2 separate regions of the Capra hircus genome follow, and region 2 is linked to region 1. The links are chromatin contacts, called in public Hi-C maps. All regions are on one chromosome and are shown on one strand. Each heading gives the region's core, a stretch centred on a gene start, on an enhancer-like site or on the middle of the called end of the contact. The rest is flanking DNA. Distances are from core to core; before and after follow the strand shown.

The links. Hi-C and Micro-C count contacts between places; a contact is called where the count stands out from the background.
Region 2: a Hi-C map of blood shows a contact between it and region 1, with 2.4 times the contacts expected there. The contact joins two enhancer-like sites. A contact is called at or near these places in 2 of 5 Hi-C or Micro-C datasets (both in blood).

What each region holds. Positions count from the first base shown.
Region 1 is chr15:39,313,087-39,316,346 of ARS1.2, forward strand. No RefSeq gene overlaps it. Among named protein-coding and RNA genes, the nearest start is that of WEE1, 30 kb to the left of the region's middle. Within about 2 kb of position 1,670, at least 5 of the 5 cell types and tissues checked have an H3K27ac peak or open chromatin away from gene starts, as enhancers often do.
Region 2 is chr15:39,431,096-39,434,443 of ARS1.2, forward strand. All of the region lies in intron 3 of SWAP70 (switch-associated protein 70), which reads left to right. Among named protein-coding and RNA genes, the nearest start is that of SWAP70, 48 kb to the left of the region's middle. Within about 2 kb of position 2,041, at least 4 of the 5 cell types and tissues checked have an H3K27ac peak or open chromatin away from gene starts, as enhancers often do.

The sequences.
Region 1 (3,260 bases), core at 420-2,919:
GTGTGCGTGTGTGTGTCTGGAGAAGGAGAGATGGAAAACAAGCAGTCGGATTTGGGCATTTATGTTTGATATCCATTTGAAGAGGTCAGAGGACAGACAAATATTTGAGTCTGAAGTTCAGGGAAGAGGTTGGGGTTAGGGATCTGTTTTGAGAATCATTAACATAGTGATGGCATTTAAAACCACAGAAGTGAATAAACTAACTCAAGATCTTTTTTTGCTTTTACTTTGAAGATCCTTTCCCTAAACTGTGACAGTACTTTAATTCATATCTATAGAATCTTTATTTTGCAACAGACTGAGTGTGCTGAAAATGAAGAAGTGGCATTTTACGTCTGGCTAACTGCAACTCTGGGAAAAGGATGAGGTGAAGCAATCTTTTTGCAGTCACTTTCCATTGAAGTTAAGGACTTTGTTAATTGGGTGAAGATAAAATAACATATATTTGACAATATTACTTCAGCTTAATGAATTTATCATTGTCTTAAGATGCATATAAATCAATTTTTTAAATATTCAAAGTATTATTGTGAGCATTATTTTATTGCTTTGCTAACATCATGCATTACAATTTTATGGCATTTCTGCAACTTTAGTAGATGTATGGTGCTATGTCAAAGTTTTTTTTTAATAAAAGTATAATTTATTTACAATATTATGTTAGTTTCAGGTGTACAATACAGTGATGCAATATTTTTCAAAGTTGTTTGAAGTTTAAAATGTTTGATTATCTGGAACAATGAAAATTTCCTCCTATACTTGTGTACTAATTTTATTTCTCCTCTTGAATTACATACTTCTTTGTAAATTGAGTTAGTGGAATCTTTGGTTTTTTTTAGATATATATTTAAACAAAATTTTATACATTTGAGGGATTTTCTGTTTGTTGTTTTGTGTAAACAGTTTTCTTTTAAAAATCCTGTCCAGTTTTTGAATCCTTTGCAGTTTCTTGTTTCAAAGCTTTGGGAATGCTGACATATACCCATAAATCTGTTTTATCCTATTTAATATAGTGTTTCTATGAAGTTCTTAAAAATATTTAGAATTTTAATCCACATGGAATTTATTTTGATGTATAAGTAGACCTTCTTTTTTTCCCTCCAAATGTTCATTCATGTATGCGAGCATTCCTCACTAAGTAACCCCGTTTTACACCCGTGTTTAGGAATATTAATTTACTATGTGTCACATCGGGGTTTTCGACATACACACACGTTTGTTCAGTCTCATTCCTTTCAGTTGATCTCAGCTTCTATTTTTGGCTCTGGTTTCAGCCCCAGCCTAGCAGTAGAAACGAACATTTTGCCCCCTGCAGGCTGCCTTGGTCCCACAGGATCTGAGAAGCCTGGGGCCGGGCCTAGAATCTGCCCTCCGAGCCCGCAGCCCGGGTGTGTGTGTGTGTGTGGCGGGGGGGTGGTGGTGGTGGTGGTGGGGTGTGTGTGGGGGGGCGGCGGTGGGGGGGGGCGGGGCGCCATGTGTCGCTCTGTCTCTGCAGGAGGATTTGGGGCGCTTTTGACAGGCCTCCTTCTGCCCAGGTCTCCTGGAGTCTCCGGTTTCCCCAATCGCACGTCTCTAGTGCCTCTAAGAGCTGGGCCTGTACCCGGCTGTCAGGAAGTAACTGTCCCCTTCGGGCTCTCCCTTTAGCATCTTTCTTTCCAGTTCCGTGATGAGGTCACGTGGTTCTCGCCCTCCATGCGGAATTCCGCCGCACCAGGCGCTGCGCCCGGATAGGTTCTAGGAGCTGACTTTTCAGTCAGCAGCTTCCTGCGTTTTTCCCACTTCCTCGGCCGCCCCCCATCCTTCTCAGCACATCACAGACTGTACCCACTCCTAACAAGGAGCTCACTGTTGAAATGTTGTTGAAACAGACACCGTTCAAACATGAAAAATAAAATATGTTATTTATTCAGCAGACGCATACATACAGAACGTGTGCCAGATGCTATTGTCAGATGAGTCTCGGACTGAGTCAGGCCGGGGATTCTCGAACCGGCCAAGTTTGGTGGCCAAAGCGGAAATGAGGTTTGGGGGCCATCTCAGGGAATGAGAAGCGAGCGGGGAGAGGGGTCGTCCTGGAGTCGTCAGCGATGAGGAACAGGCTGGCGCGTGCGCCCCTCTGCTCATGGTCTCCCTTCAGTCCGCGAGCCGCCGGGGAAGAGGGTGTTCGGGAACCGCACCGTCTCGGGCCTGGCGCCGCTCCGCCCGGCGCCGAGGCCTGTCGGGAGCCGGCGCCGAAAGGCGGCCCCACCGCCGCCACGCCCGGCGCGCCCCTCCGCGCGGGAATGCCGCGCGCTCCCTGGTCTCGGCCGGGCCTGCCGGCGCGCCCAGGCGGGGGAGCTCGCGGGCAGGATATTCCGCGGTTGGCCGCGGCCGCGCCGGCCGCCTACGCCCGGGCGCGTCAGGGCTCCTCCCCAGGGCGCTCACCCAGAGCGCCCTCGAGGGCTGCGCCACGCGCTCAGGACCGTGCTGGTTATTTTTTTAGACACTGGCTGACAGTCTACGTCCGGAAAACCCAGTGATAATTGGAGAGAGTAAAACTTAAAATATAGGTGAGCCAACCAGCGGTTGCAGCATTTCCGTGGAAAAAAAAAAAAAAACCCGAAAAGCACAGGCGCCTTCCAATGCCTGGGCCCCGGGACCCGCCAGTGCAGGACCCACTGTCTTAGAAGGGCCATTGGGGGTTCGGCCTTGCTGCAGGGATAGGGGACCTCTGGGATGGAAGACCCCTTTTAACGTGCTCCTGGACCTGTAGGGGCGTTTACTGTCTCTTTGGAGAACATACATAACAACAAAGTCTCTGAATTCAGTATTTCTTTTAAATTAATCTGTACTTACTTGTTTGTACTTATTAATCAGAAACCTATCAACAGATGAAAAAGAATGTTCACGTCATACACAATGTATTTAGCAGATGCAGCAGGAGTTTTTAATCTAGGGGTACAGGGCCAAGTAAGTTTGTCTAGGATTTAAGGAGTCCATGACAACCCTGAAATGCCTTTTTCTAGTAAGAAATTCGGTAGCTGTTATGATGACCAATGTACATAACCTTAATTTGGTTATGAAAAGCTGAACATTCAGTGGGTTTCTAGATTCAGACCTCTCAGCACTAACACGGAGGTTACCCTGAGGAGCGACCCGAGGCCCACGAATCGACCCCAGTGCAAGTGTTTGGTTCTCCAGTGAGGGTCATTACAACCTGGACTTGACTTTCCTTACGGAAGCCCCTTCCACCACCCCCAAAAAAGCCTCAGGGGCACAGT
Region 2 (3,348 bases), core at 791-3,290, 120 kb after region 1:
CTTTTGATTCTTTCCATCACAAAAATATACATGGTGGACTTGAAAGTGACCTTAGAATTAGAAATTACTTTGTAGGGAGATTTACCGTATTCCTTGAAGCAGCTCTGACTTGATGTGGGGGGACTTGTCTTTGGCTTTAAGTCATCACTGAGTCATAGGCTGTTGGAGGGAGCCCGTCAGCACCAGCTTCCTGACTGCCCTGCCTAAGACACTCAAAAGATTTCTGCTTTAGGTGTCCTGAAAAACTGGGACTCACAGAAGACTTGAGGTGGGCCATGAGTTTTATTTTTCTGCACCCAGAGCCCAGTGAAGATTCCACAGCTTGCTTGTTTTCCTCTTTGCCGGCTGACGAGAGCATCTTGCTCCTCTTCTAAACAAGTTAATCTCATTTGAGAAGGGAACCCCAGGCAGCATACCCTGTCATGTCACTGTTTGGACTTACTCTGTTGTTCTGATGTCCTTAGCTTCCTCAGCCTTCTGATTAGAAGTAGGATTAGAGTTAGTTCTACAGATTACTCCTCTGTGGCCAGGAGTACTTGTGTGGGGAAAGAAAGGATCATTAAAACAGATTTATGTGAAATAGCTTTGTCTAACTGCTGAACCAGCTTCCTAAGGTTTAAAATATGGTCTTGTGTTTAGTAAGCTCGTAGCACATCTCCTGGCCTTTGCTCAAGCAATGCAAATTCAAGGTTGCACGTTTTATGAAAAACAGTGGGGTTATTTCTTAAGGTTCCATTCTCTGTTAGATTTTGCTTCCTTCCTAAGTACTTGTTAAAGTACTTTTATGGTTCAGTTCAGTTCAGTCGCTCAGTTGTGTCCGACTCTTTGCGACCCCATGTACTAAGTATTAAAAAACCTGTATTTGGAACTAGTTTTAGGCTTACAGATTTTTAATAAAATTAAGTGTGAAAACATACACATTTAAAAGAAAATTGAAGTATAATGTCTTAATTTGTCACATATGAGTTTGATTTGTAATATTACCAGTTGATTTTATGCTTTATAAATTTAGAGTAATCTTTATGTTTCCAGTAAGTCATTTATCATAATGATCATTTGCATTTTAAGTCCAAAATGTGCTTTTTTTTAATATTTTTTAAAATTTTATTTTATTTATTTATTAATTTTTATTTTTACTTTATTTTACTTTACAATACTGTATTGGTTCTACCATACATTGACATGAATCCACCACAGGTAATGTTTTTAAGTGAGATTTTATTCTCCACCTTTGATTAATACTGTATTAGACATAAGTAACAGTGGTAGTTATATGACTAACATAAGTGGTATAGATAAATTTGCTTTTGATTCAGTTTCCTATCACCCAGAAAGTAGTATCAAGAACATTGAATAAATAAGTGACTTACATCACGAAAGTCCAGAACTAGCGTGTCCCCATTTGAGATGGTTCCAAAAGTTTTGTTGAATGGTTTTCCTGGAAATGTGTGTGTGTGAAGTATAGTTTTTACATTAGTATTAATTTCCCACTGAGCCAAGAACAAAACAGGATGTGTCTGTTGCTAATTTGGAAGAATTGCCTTCATGCAGTTAAATCTCAAACCTGAAAGAGTTTTAAGAGATCCTCAGTGAAATAAAATCTGAATTAAGTCCATAAAGACCCTCTTTAATGATTACAGGGAAAGAACTTTTAACAAAGAAATTTCAGAGCCAGAGGCCTCAAAAATCACATGCAGCTTGAAAGTTTATTCTTTGTTATTTTTGGTGCAACTTGCCTTGGAAGGAGGAAGTAAGCTGCTTCCTGAAATTGAATGAGCTCTTAGAATTGGTGCAGGCCACTCAGACTAACCCAGCAACACGTGATTTATTCTTTAGTATGATCAAATAGTTGAGAATGGGAATGTTTGTCTCTCCTTGGCCCAGTATAATGAACTAAGAGGTTCTTAAGTTATTTGGTTGTGATAAGTATGTGATTGTGTTCAAAGTCAACAGGAAATGAATCTAGATTAGTTACCTGGCACAGGCACTGGGAATGCAGAGCAGAAACTGGGCCCTGATGACAGACTCTGAAGGGCTGGGGAGGGCATGTTCAGAAAGGTTCAGGAGGAACCTGGAGAGCTGCCTCTAGAAGAGCTCAGTTTGCTGCAGACAGGAAACATTGTAAAAGACGTTCCAATACACTAGGGGAATTGAAGCTCCAGTATACAAGAGGAACTGAGGGGCACAAGGTCATTCCCAGCTGTTTCCTGGCTTGTACTAATGGTCAGTCAGTTGCACTGTCTTGTCACACCCACTTTTTGTCATCCTGTCCATACATGTGGCCACGCCCATAACCTCACTGCTAAAACTTCTAGGAGTGCCTATAGAGCTTTTATCCCAAGTTGTGATCAGGCAGCATGGGCCCTTTTTCTGCTGCCTTAGGGAGATTGAATTTCTGTGCATGAGAACGCCTCTGAGTTACTTTACTTTGGTCAATTGTTTATATAATTAAGTTTTTCTTTCTTGTGCCTTATTGCTTTACATTTTTTCCCCCCTTCTCTTTTGTATCCTGTTCTCTCTGTCCCTCTTCTCTTTTTTCTTCTTGATTTCCTTTTTTCTCTTTTTCCACTTCCTGTCCCTGTTACTTCTTTTTAAAAGCCACGAACTTACCTGGTGGTCAGGTGGTTAAGAATTCTCCTGCCAGCGCAGGGGATATGGGTCCGATCCCTAGTCTGGGGAGATCGCACATGCTGAAGGGAGCTAAGCCCATGTGTCACAACCTGCATGGCATAACTGCTGAAGGCCGTGTGCCCTGGAGCTTGTGCTCTGTAGCGAGAGGAGCCACCGCAGTGAGAAGCCCTCCCACTGCAGCTGGAGAGTAGCTCCTGCTTGCTGCAAGTGGAGAAAGCCCGTGTGCGGCAGCAAAGACTCGGCACAGGCAAAAAATAATTTTTTAAAACAAGAAAATAATATCTGTTAAACTTAACAGCAGATACACAAGCTTAACAGGTACATCTCCAACAAGAGAAAGGAAAGACCGGAGTATGTTTTTCTCCAGCGAGTAAACATTTGTTGAACACCCCACTGTATGCTAGATTTAGGGTATTAGATAATCTGCATACTGGAGGAGCTTATAATATCTCATCAAATTACATCAATAGAGCTCTTGATATTTTTTGACCTTGTGATGTTTTGTGAGTGTGTATTTCTTTGCAAACATGTTTTTCCTATTGTTCACATTCTTTTCCTATTAAAGTATGTTATTTCACAAACAACATTATAACCAAGTTGGAATTGCAAAGAAGAGAAAGAAATTAGTTCATAATCCTATCTGTAACAAAATTGACTGTAATATTTTCCTCTAGTATTTGTCAGAATATTTACATAATCTTTATGCAATGGAAATCA